2 separate regions of the Anser cygnoides genome follow, and region 1 is linked to region 2. The links are chromatin contacts, called in public Hi-C maps. All regions are on one chromosome and are shown on one strand. Each heading gives the region's core, a stretch centred on a gene start, on an enhancer-like site or on the middle of the called end of the contact. The rest is flanking DNA. Distances are from core to core; before and after follow the strand shown.

Region 1 (6,429 bases), core at 3,019-5,518, 190 kb before region 2:
AAAAACAAGAAAACGAGCCCATTCAAGGTACATTTGTGTCATGGGATGGAGAGAAGGGCAATTCTATTTTCAAATAAATTTTGTTACAAATGTGTGTGTGGTATTAATGCAGAGGTAGCACTAGATTATTTTATGTATGTGTAGGTATTCATTAAGCATAGTACACACTTGAGCAATGAAAGGACTGTAAATCTGAAATTCTGTTCCTGAATGTATACACCTATTACAAATGTTTTTCAAAATTTCTTGCAGAACTGGAAAGAGGACTCAGTGGGGCTTAATAATGGATGGCTGGAACTCATTAATACGTTACTACAAAAATAACTTCTCTGATGGATTTAGACAAGTAAGTTAGGCTTTTAACTGTGGGAAAATGTATCTGATAAATATCAAATTTGCTGTGTGTTTTTAACTCTTGCTCTGTTTCTCTTCCAGGATGCTATTGATCTCTTTCTCGGAAATTATTCAGTGGATGAAGTAGAACCTGCTAGTCCTCTACACGTTAAGAAAGATTGGAAATTCTTAGCTGTGAGTATGGGGACTTTACTCATGTTTGGAGAAACGCATGAAACCTATTTAGTCCCTTGCATCAGTAAGACAAAGTGGAAATTGTCTATTTAGTAATGGAGTGTCCCTATAATATGGTTCTGTTTCTATGATACCTGCTTATAGGACTAAACCCAGACTGTTTCCTTGACAGAAAATGGAGTGTCCTTGAGGTATTGAAAAAACTGCTGCTTGCTTTTTTTAAATCTGCTTCATCCAGTGGAAAGGGAGAAATTCTACTAATCACCATCAGTGACTGTTTCCTTCTGCAGAAGAAGCTTGTGAAGATCTCTTCTCATATTTCATGCAGAAGCATAGACTGTAACATGAAGAAAACCTTTTTTTTTCCTCACCTTTTATGTAGCAAAATGGGGCTTGGGGACATTAGGGGTTTAATTGGTAGCTAGTGTTTTTTTAAAACTTTGCATCTTATCCAATAGATGTATTTCAATTCTGAACCTCAATATTGAATATACTTTACCAAATTTTGGAACTCTTCAAAATTTTATAGTACCTGACATCAGCAGTTGAAGCAATTTTATGGTAAAGCTAGTAAATAGCTTTGCAATACGTTCTAGCTTAAAGGAATTTAAGAAATATATGTGCTATTATATCATTTAATTATTCTTTTTTCTTTCCCTAGTTGCCTATTATCATGGTGGTTGCTTTCTCCATGTGCATTATTTGTTTGCTAATGGCTGGTAAGTTGCTACTGAGCTAAATTTCCCAAAATTAGCTTGCTTGTGTGGGGACTGTGTGTGGTTTTTTTCCCCCTTCAAATGGTTACTTAAAAAATACACAGTATAAATGTGCTTCTCAGTTATACTGGAAGGCGTTTGAGCAAGGCTCTGGAGACTGAGGGTCAGCACGATACCATTAATGTGGAAAAACCTGTAGTACTATAGAAAAAAACACTAAAACTTTTGTAGAAGTCACTTGGGGGCAATTAATTGACCCTGAATCCCTGAATTTAGTTCTACCTGAGTAGATGTATAGCTTTACTATAGCCTGGATGAATCTCCTGAAGAATCTCTTAACTTTTGGCACAAAGGCAATTCGGAAAAGCCAGATATAGTCATAAGCTCAGCCTGACAAATGTTCCCCTAGCTTACATTTGTGCTGGGAATTGAAGTCTTTGCTTTCTGCTTTTGTCTTGGATTTTCTAACGTTAGTGCCAGTGGGGTTCTTGACTCTGTGACCTATGTAGCGGTGTCAAAGCACTCTAAGAACTATACGGCAGAACAGTTCTAAGCTTCTAAGTTCTAAGCTACTAAGAACAGAACGCTAGTTTATGACCATCCAACTTTGTCAAGTCAACTGCTAGGTAAGGAAATACAGAATGGTGTAAGAGAAGACCCTAGTTCCTTTGAAGCACTTTTAACTTCATTTGATATCTGTGGGAGAGCTTGCAATATTTTGGTTTTGTATTTAGATACTCTCTCTGATAGCTGGAAATAATAAACTACGGTGTCTGACTCTTAACAGGTGATACATGGACTGAGACACTGGCCTATGTGCTTTTCTGGGGAAGTGCAAGCTTTGGAACTTTCGCTATCATCCTTTACAACGGCAAGGATTTTGTAGATGCACCCAAGTTGGTCCAGAAAGAGAAGATGGACTGAATTTGTGTGTGTGGAAAGCGGCTTGGTACTGAGGATTCCTCAAGCCACACCTGGAGTCTCTACTGACCTGCTTTCCACACCAAACTGTGGTCTAATGAACATTCTTCCTTGGCAGCCTTGTGGGGAGAGGAAATAGTGTCCTTTGGTGGTAGCTTTCAACTGAGATCTGACTCGGCAATCTTAGTTGCAATGGTTTTTGGAATATTGCATTTGTGGAGGGGGCTCCACTCAGTTTACTGAGATGATTCAAAGATTCCAGACACCAAAAAGCTGGCTTTAATGTTATAGGGTGTAAGCGGACTGCTTTAGCTCACAGTCCAAGTGTGCAATTTCAGCTGAATTTTGTTCTCTGGCTTGACAGGAGGGGAGCTCTGATGCTGCTCATATGTCAAAATACCTAGGTATTGAAGCACTAATAACGGAGCTTCTTTGAACAAATAAGGCTTCATAAGAACACAAAGTCTTGTTCCAAGACTCATAGCTGGATTATATTTGCTGTGATAAAGTCCATGTTAACAAGTCCTTTGTGCATATGTGTGTTGTTTCTTGTCCCCACCAAATTAAAGGATCCGTTGAATCCTAATGCTCTTCCAAAATGAGCTTTTTGTCCGGTGTTATCTGGGACTGATGCAATATTCTACTAATCATTGTTTGGGTGAAAGGACAGTGTAATTGGATGCTCCTGAAGTTGCAAATGTCTTGCACTGTTTCAGTACTACAGCCTCCAGATGATGATTCATTAGTTAGCACATTAAAGATTTTTTTCTAAATATGTAAATGAAATCAAAGAATGTAAAAATCCTTTGCGGTGTTTATTGAACCCTCCTTATGCTAAAGGTCCAAAGTATTCCATTACTTTAAGAGCAGTCACAATGTAAAAGGTGAACTTCATATTGTTTTGCTAGTCAGCTGCTTCTATACTTTGTTTATGTTGAAATAATTTACGAAAAAAGGAGTAAGAATCTGAGGAGAAAGTGTTAGCCTAACACTGTGGTTGCACTTGGGAGCAGCAGCTTGCTTTTTGTGCATGATGATATAACATTTAAAAAAAAAGTAAAAAAAGCTACACTATAATTTGTGTTGGTTAACAATAAATGTGTGTCTTTAAATTTAGTGCTTCCAAGCTGTAAACAAAAAAGTAATCCTAATCAAGGACCAATTTTAAACTATTTTGTCACTTATTTTATATGGTTTGTTTGAAACCAGAGATGAAACTTGCTTAAGGCGCTGTGCATTGTTTAATATTTCCTGTAAGTACAGCTGTATATTCAGATTGCGATTATAAAATTTAAATGGGGGGAAGGGAGAAATATGTAGAATATTAGAACTAGCACAGTTGTCATTGAAGCTAGAACATAAGACACTGATAATCCAGTGTTTCACTGTGTTATGACTGAAAATATGTACAGATTTTTGCAATTGTTAATGTTCATTTTAATCTTGAATGTTTCTGGAGGCCTCTCTGGGTTTTGTGTAAACATAACCTGCTCATAAACACTAGTACTTGCGAAGTATCTGTTAGCTTTTAGATGCTGTAATGGAAGTACCAGTTGGCGGTTAACTGGAAAATCCTCTAACTTAACATTTCTGAACATGAACTCTGTAACAGACACAAAGTACAAAACATAATCTCACTATTTAATGGTTTTTATGGCTCAAAGGCAGGTGCCATTTGGAACTTGGTTGTCTTGCAGGCTAGAACTGAACCTTCGCATCTGTGGTGTGGAAAAACTTGTGGCAAAGACCAAACGTGATTAAATGAAGATCAAATGTGATTAAATGGATCGTAAGACACAGACTAATATACCTTTTTGAAGCTGGAAGGCATCTGTATTTCAGTGCTTTGCACAGTCTGTATTTCTAGAATCACAAACGGTGTACTCGTAAAGGACAATAAAATGCCCAACTTTTCTAGATGCTGTCTGGTGCCGTGTGTGCTTTGGGTCAGCCTTGCCTCCACCTTATTCCTTGGGGACTGTTTTTCGGTGGACGGCAGCCGGGGCTGCGTCTGGGCTCTTTGCGAGGCGCGCTTCGCTGTCCGAGGACCTGATTTCATGCGCAGGGCGCAGTCGCGGGCCCGGGCCCGGCCCTTTCCGCCGCGCCGCTTCCGCCCCTTGGCGCTGTGGGCGGCGGCCGCTTGCTGGCGGCGCGGCCCTGTGGCAGGAGCCCCCCGCAGCCCGCCCCGCTGCTCTCCGCCGCCCGCCCGAACACCCCCGGCCGCGGCGCCGGGCTCCCGCCGCCATGAAGCTCGTCAGGTGAGCGGATGGGGGCGGATGGCCGCCCGGCCGCCATGGCGCCCGCCGACCGCCGCCATGGCGCCCGCCATAACGGCCGCCAACCGCCATGGCGCCCGCCCTCCTCTGTGTGGGGCTTGGCGGGAGCGGCCGCGAGGGTCGCGCTGACGCCGCGTTATGCGGTAACGGTGGGGAATTAACGGCGTGTTCTTAATCGGCAGGTTCCTAATGAAGCTGAGCCACGAGACGGTGACCATCGAGCTGAAGAACGGGACGCAGGTGCACGGAACCATCACAGGTAGGGCGCGGGGGCGGCCCGCAGCAGCGCCCAGCCCGTTAGCTCGGTGCTGGGCATCGGCAGGAGCCGTGGCCGAGGCTGGGCTTGGTTGCTCTGAGCTCCCTCCGGAGGAGGCCTGCGCGGGTGGATGCGGGTGGGCAGGAGTGAGGGGGGTTCGCTGCGGTAGGGCCCGGACGTCTGCCAGAAAGTGGGGGGGTGGTGGTGAGCTGTGACCTGCCAGCTCCCCGCAGCAAGACACACAGACGCTTCAAAACTTCAGTTGGTCACAGATCCACACTGACACACGGGTGGGCGAGTTCACCCACGGTCAGACTTACGCTGCTGGTTTGTCTTGTGATAAGCTTTCCATCAATAAGGCGCTGCTGGGAGGTAGTGAATTCAGTCATCCTGGGAGCCTTTCGGTCTGACCCGAGCGTTGTTTACAGGTAGGATCAGGGGTGAAGGAAGTTCACCCTGTTCCCAATCATTTTGTGGGCAAAGCTGGCATAAGGATGATATTCGCTTAGAATTTTAGCAGCATGATAAGGTAAGGTAGTTTTACTGCCTTATAAAACTGATAAAACTGATGGTGGATACACAGCCTAAACTTTTATAAGATGCTTCAGTGCTTCTGACTTTGATTAGAGCAGTTGTGACAAGCGATAGTCGCATAAAAACATTACACCCAAGTCACCACCAGAGGGATTTTTTCTTAAAATAGTAGTACATATAAGCAGCAAGTGTTAAATGTTGATGCAGCCTTAAATTGGTTAAACTTCACGTGTAACCAATATTAATCTAAAAGTGAGTTATTTCCTTCGAGCCTGTTTTTGCTCTGCTTGTGGTGAATTTGCATGGATATGCATCTTTGTATATACTTGCATTGGTTTCGTGAAACTGGTTTGAAGACATAGCATAGGGATTAAGGGCAAAAAGGAATCCTGGTGTCAAGAACATGGCATCCTGCTGTTGCCAAAGGTCTGTCACAAAATAAGTTTGTGAGAATTAGTATCTGGGGAAGCGCTTAGTGTCTGTGCTGATCCCTAAAATGAAGGAGCTCCTTTTTGTATCACTGAACTGAAAGCATCGGGGAGAGCCTTTGTAGGTGATGATTTCATTCTCATGTGTGTGGAAAAATGCATGGACTGCTTTGTTTGCTTGAGTAACATCAGAGACTGAGTGTTCTCAAAATAATATCACATTAGAATTACTTACAGACATTCGGGTACGTAGGGGGGGCTGTTGCGTTTCATAAAGCAAACCGTTGTGGTTAAGTTAATGATCGTGCTTGATCTCCTTTCCTTCACCTACTTGAAGTTACTTTTGGAGGCTCTTCTATCCTGACTAGAAGAACAAAAAACAGTTCAAACTTGGCAAAGTTGTAATCCAGGGGATTGCTTAGGTGCTTTTTTGGCCCGTAGCAATCTGCTGAGATTTGGCAAAATTAAAAATTGGCGTTATTTTGCAGCCAGATGCATCAGCGCTGATTAGCACCTGAATGCACCGCCCGGTATCCGAGTGCAGCGTGCTCCATTGAACCCGGCTAGGTAGGAGGCAAACAGCCTGCATGTCTCCTTCTGACCTCGCTGCTTCTGGGCTTGATCATTGAGCAAAGTCTCTCTCGTGCTCTGCTAAGGATCTGTAAGACCTCTGAATGCAATCCCTGTTTCTGAAGGGACAGTCTTCCCTTTACGTTGGTGCACAAACCCTGGTAACAACCCTCGGGTTCGCGCCATTTCCTCTTCCTCCT
Region 2 (5,889 bases), core at 39-2,538:
GCGACCACAGAGATAACCTCGAGTAAATACAGGAGACTTGTGCCCACACCAAGTCTCTTCGGTTCTTAGGGCTACAGCGCCATCTTGGGGCCAACTGTAACGTTCAATGCTGCCATTTAAAAATTCACTAGCAAAAGTTTTGCTGCTTTCCTTACGAAATATTAATTATTCTGAGAGGATCTTCTATCAAAGTGACTACCTCCGCTACGGGCAGCGTGCGAACGGCAGCAAGCCTTGGAGAACAGGAATGGCAAGGAAGAACGGAGGTCCATTGATTCATTGGGTGTTGTCTGCTTTTAATGAGTCAGGCAGGTGCGATAGCATGGTATGGGAGAGGCAAGGCTCGTTTTAGTTCCTGCACAAGTTTTGCATGTGCTCGTATCCGATTCCAGCCAGCTGCTGTGGAAGGACTGCCTTTTGCTTTCCTATGCATAGCCTGGAAGTCACAAAAATAAAACGGCTCTCCTCTACTGTCTACAGAAGGCTTGAAATTTAGCTGGGATCGGGATGATCACACTTCCAAGCCTCCCCCAGACCCTGCCAGCTGTGATATACCCCATGCACCCCATCAGAAGTTGGCAACACCACTACCCCAAACCTATTCCAAGTGAACCCCCTTAATAAACTTAAGGGTTTAGGGGGGAAGAGTATGTTCTGGAGGTGGGGAGCACCAGGGCTCAGGGCCCAGCCTTCCTTGTCCCCTCCTGTGTCAGCAGCAGCTGCCACACCTGGAGTATTGTGTCCAATTCTGGGCTCCTCAGTGCAAGAGGGACATGGAGCTCCTGGAGCGAGTCCAGAGGAGGGCTACAAAGATGATGAGAGGACTGGAGCACCTGTCATATGAGGACAGGCTGAGGAAACTGGGCCCGTTTAGCCTGGAAAAGAGAAGACTGAGGGGAGACCTCATTAATGTATGTAAATATCTGAGGGGAGGGTGTCGAGAGGATGGAGCCGGTCTCTTTTCAGTTGCGCCCAGCGACAGGGTAAGAGGCAACAGGCACAAACTGAAACACAGGAGGTGCCGGCTGGGTATGAGGGGGCACTTCTCTACTGTGATGGTGACAGAGCACTGGCACAGGTTGCCCAGAGAGGCTGTGGAGTCTCCTTCTCTGGAGATATCCAAAACCCGCCTGGACGCCATCCTGCACAGAGTGCTCTAGGTGACCCTGCTCGGCACTGGGGTTGGACTGGACGATCTCCAGAGCTCCCTCCCCACCCCGGCCATCCCGTGACTGTGTGACGGGAGAGGAGGGACACCCCGCCCCAGGGCGGCGCTAGCGCGGCCGTTACTCCCCACACGGCTGCGCGCGTCCCGCCCGCCCTGCCATGACGGCAGCGGGGCGACCCTCGCCCCCCCCCCGGCTCCTCCCCCGCGCCTGCGCAGTGCGAGGCCGCCGCTTTCCCGCCGGCGGCGGGTGCGTGAGGGGCCGGGGCTGGGGCGTGAGGGGAGGGGAGGGGAGGGGAGGGTCCGAGGGGTGCGGGGGTGAGGTGAGGGGGCAGCCGGGGGTCTCACCGGGTCTTGGTGCTCAGGTGGAGGATGACAGGAGGCAAGGAGCCGTTCTGCGTGAGGTTCGTCAGGTCTCCCGGCAGCTCGGGGTGCTTTTGGAAAGCTCTCGAGGTAAGTGGCCTGGGCGGCCCCCTCAGGGCCGGTTAGGTGGCTCCGGGGCGGGCTGAGGTGTGCGGTGTGGGTCTGGAGGTAAAGCTGTGTCTGTAACGGGGCTGCTTTAATTTTGTGGGGCAGATCGCTCCTTGAACAACAGCTAAATCTCATTTCAATGAGAAATTGAGCATTCACGTTTGGGGGTGATGATAGGACATAATGATAGGACAAGGGGGAATGGACTTAAAACTGAAAGAGGATAGATTTAGACTAGACATTAGGAGGAAATTCTTTACTGTAAGGGTGGTGAGGCACTGGGACAAGCTGCCCAGAGAAGTTGTGGATGCTCCATCCCTGGAGGTGCTCAAGGCCAGGCTGGATGGGGCCTTGGCCAACCCTGTGCAGCAGGTGGCATCCCTGCCTATGACAGGGGGGTTGGAGTTAGGTGGTCTTTAATTAAGGTCCTTTACAACCTGAGCCATTCTGTGATTCAAAGCCTGTAGACATTTAGTGAAGTGACATGTAGACCAGGAAGGTCTGGATGCTGGTCACTCATCCAGGCTCCTAAAGTCTTAATGAGAATAGTGTGCTTTTGTTCTTGTTTTTTCCACCTTGGGAGGTTGGAGGGAGCTGAAGGTGCTGTATGACAAGCTCATGTCCTGAAAGTTTGTATGTTGAATGTTTAAGTCTGACGATTGTGGAAAGTTGGGGGGTGTTGAGGACCCATTTGATATTTTAGCTCCCTGTTCTGCCAGTATACTCTTGCCAGGGTAGCTTCTTTGTGAGCTGTTTCAGGTAGATGTGCTTTTATAGCTTCCACAGGATTAACTAGCTGTGGTTTGTCAATTAAATACATGTAGTTATATGAACTGTTTTCCTGCAGTCTATAAAAGAATTTCAGTCAGAAGAACATCTCCAGATCCTTGAAGAAGAAACAGCACTCAACATAAAAGAAAATGATAAATCCCTTTATATTTGTGATCCTTTTAGAGGCGATGTTTTCAATCATCTCAAAAAGGTATGCTACCCATCAACTTGCTTATATCAGCTTATGTCTTTTCTAGGAGCACTCATGGCCATGCTTATACTCTGCATGTTCTTTCTTCTCGCACTAAATGTAGTAGTATTCAGTATTCACAGTAAAAACTTTAAAACTTCACTGCATGCTGTATTTAGGGACGAAGAAGGTGAGCAGATAAGGATTATCTTGAAGCAAGTGGAAAAATAAATAGTATGATTCGTTCTGGTTCTGCTGGAGTCAGTGAGCTGGCTCTCTCTTTCTGTCTTCTAAGTAACATGAGTTTGTGTGACCTGCGAGGAATTGTCCAGCAGACAAAGACAGACTATCTGGAATTCTGTGACATGCTAGATGTAGCATTCGTTGCTTTTATCAAGGCCAGAAAACCTAAGAGGATTGTACTGAAAATCCCCAGCAGAAAGTGAAGCAGAACTGTCACCTATCTGGTGATGCTAGAGGAGGACAGGCAAGGGCCTTGTTTTGTCCCTCAGGATTCAGGGACAAAGAAAACCTTCCCTGCACCAGTGTACCTTCTGCTCATTTTCCTCATTTTCTGTTCTTGTTATTTCATTGCAGCTTGGCTGTAGAATTGTTGGACCACAGGTGGTCCTGTACTGTATGCAGTCCCAGCGGTGTGTCCCAAGAGCGGAGTATCCTGTGTACAACATGACCATGGCTGACGTAACAATATCCTGTACCAGCCTTGAAAAAGATGTTAGGGTAATGCGTTATACATGATGGATTGTTTAGCTGACTTTTCTGTGACATTTGTTTCAGATGGCTTATTACTAAGGCATCAGTCACAGTATATATACCAAGTGTAACTGTGCCTGTGTGTATACGTGTCTAGTCTTTCTATAGTTTGTAGAGTATAGTTTATGTAAAGAATTGTATAATTCTATGGAGAAAGAGGATGTCTTCCCGTAAGTATGTAGTGTACAAATATGTATGCAGTGGTGTATCTATGCATGTACATGGATAGTATTATATAAAAGTGTAAGACATCACTAACATGGGAGTAAACGTATGTTTGGAGAATTTTATTAGCTGAAGAGGTAGGTCACTTAGCTTGCTAGTTTGTCTCCAGCTAGCATGCTACAGACAACATGCTGTATTTTTGGTTTCTCAAACTACGTGGTAAACATTAAGCATTCAGCCAGCTGTGGTGTACATAGTTTATCTTAAATGTTTTCTTTTAATTATTCCAACATCTCTTTCTAATTTATGCTACCTAAAAGAACAAGCATCAGTACAATTTTTTTTTCCTGATACGGTATGATTGTAACATCTTTATTAAGGATATGTATTATATATTCATCTTACATAAATGTAAGTAAAACTGAATTTATATTTGATATTTTTGATCGCTTCTTTATGCGTATACATTGTGAGTTTTTTGTTAGGAGAAACCACACAGAACTGAAATTTGTTTTTAAGGCAAACCTGAGTGTGATGTAAGTTCCTTTTTTTTTTATTTCTTGGTGATTTTCTTTATTTCTTTTTTTCCTCACTCAGGAAGAAGTTCATAAATATGTGCAGATGATGGGCGGACGTGTGTACAGAGACCTCAACGTGTCAGTAACTCATCTTATAGCTGGAGAAGTTGGCAGCAAGAAATACTTAGTAGCTGCATCTCTGAAAAAACCTATTCTGCTTCCCTCTTGGGTTAAGACACTGTGGGATAAATCTCAGCAAAGGTAAAACAAACAAAAACATACTTTGTGCTGAGGACTGGTAATTCTTAAGGTGAAACACACTTCTTTCTTTTACCAATTAATTTTACTTGGATGAAAAAATGTTTTTTTTCTCCTTTTCACTCCTTTAGCATGATGAGATACACCGATGTTAACATGGAAGACTACGCTTGTCCTATATTTCTTGGCTGTACAATTTGTGTAACTGGCTTAAGTAGCTTGGACCGCAAGGAAGTCCAGCGCCTCACGGCTGAACATGGCGGGCAGTACACGGGACAGCTCAAGATGAATGAATGTACTCACCTCATAGTTCAAGAGCCAAAAGGTAGAACCTAGAGAAAATATTATTTTCCCTTTTTGAATTGAAGTAGTGTAAATATGCATAAGAGTTTAAACATTCTGTGTCTGCTTCAGTGGTAGTCTTACTGCTTCTGTACAGGGGAATAGTGTTGATGAGAAAAGTAACACAGGAACACTGGCTTCGCTCTGAAGGCATACAAAAGGAGAACAAAAGAAGAAAACAGAGACCCTGAGAGAACTGAATGGAAGGGAAGGGGAGAATCCTAGAGGGAAGGGAAGAATAAAAAAAAAAAAACTTAAGTTTTTGGGGAGAGTAGGATGGGACTTAATTTATACACTGATTGAAATTAGATTGTGGATTCATTATTTTTAACTATTGTTTGTACCTTCTGGACACTGTGTGAAGATCCTTCCTTCCCTCTTGTTTGTCGTTTTGTTGTGAGAAGAATGAGAAGCTGCTTATTTCATAGCCTAGTAGAATGAGAATTTGGAGACAAGACAGTTATGTCTGATTTCTTTGTATTTGTATGTGCAGGTGCTGTCTGCAGTTTACAGCTTCTTTTTTTGCAGTTGTTACAGCAGTGTTACTGAAAACATCTTGTAGGTGGGTTTTGTCAAGTGTCTGGCAAGATGACATACTGTTAGCAGTGTTGTGAGTGGTGGAACCTGGGACTAAAGGGCTGCAGAGGGCTTCTTCAGGCTTGGCTGCTTAAAGTTGTAGGATGGTGCCCTGTGATGCTGTACCCATGACTAGCATCAATGAGAGGTTTTTGTTTTGTTTTGTTTTTCTCCAACTTTAAATAAAGGAGAGTAAATAGCTCATGAGATGAGTTCAAGGTAACACAGCTTGCACCTTGAAATCACTTATTTGAGTTTTAAAATTTTAATGTCAATCCGTCTTTCAGCAATCACTCTTGGAAGCATTGGTTTGTTAATAACTTGTGTCTTTTTCTTTTATTTAAATTTGAAAGGTCAGAAGTATGAATGTGCCAAAAAATGGAATGTGCATTGTGTGTCCGTGCAGTGGTTTTCTGACAGTATTGAGAAAGGTTTCTGTCAGGATGAGACAATGTATAAAATAGAAGGCAGATCAAAATTAAGTAACACCCCCAGTACCTCAACGCCTACGAGTCATGCCAGCAAACCTGACAGTAAGTAAGACTTTTTAAGATGCATTAAAGTAGGAAATATTTATAGTAGTCAGAAGGAAGAACGGTTTTGAATTAGTAGGATGCTGCCTACTTTTGCAATGATAATGTTTGGAAGGTTTGGTTTCT

What was found. Hi-C and Micro-C count contacts between places; a contact is called where the count stands out from the background.
Region 1: a Hi-C map of liver shows a contact between it and region 2, with 1.8 times the contacts expected there. The contact joins the promoter of SNRPD1 here to the promoter of TOPBP1 in region 2. A contact is called at or near these places in 2 of 7 Hi-C or Micro-C datasets (both in liver).

Annotation. Positions count from the first base shown.
Region 1 is chr2:46,803,238-46,809,666 of Taihu_goose_T2T_genome, reverse strand. It overlaps SNRPD1 (small nuclear ribonucleoprotein D1 polypeptide), which reads left to right and starts at 4,268. Exons shown (of 4, transcript XM_048053029.2): 1 at 4,268-4,423; 2 at 4,624-4,700. The coding sequence starts at 4,410. SACM1L (SAC1 like phosphatidylinositide phosphatase) reads left to right here. Exons shown (of 20, transcript XM_066991997.1): 17 at 253-346; 18 at 436-528; 19 at 1,190-1,247; 20 at 2,032-4,082. The coding sequence ends at 2,168.
Region 2 is chr2:46,606,389-46,612,277 of Taihu_goose_T2T_genome, reverse strand. TOPBP1 (DNA topoisomerase II binding protein 1) reads left to right here and starts at 1,288. Exons shown (of 28, transcript XM_048053012.2): 1 at 1,288-1,415; 2 at 1,531-1,618; 3 at 2,484-2,618; 4 at 3,195-3,338; 5 at 4,134-4,315; 6 at 4,444-4,637; 7 at 5,584-5,763. The coding sequence starts at 1,327.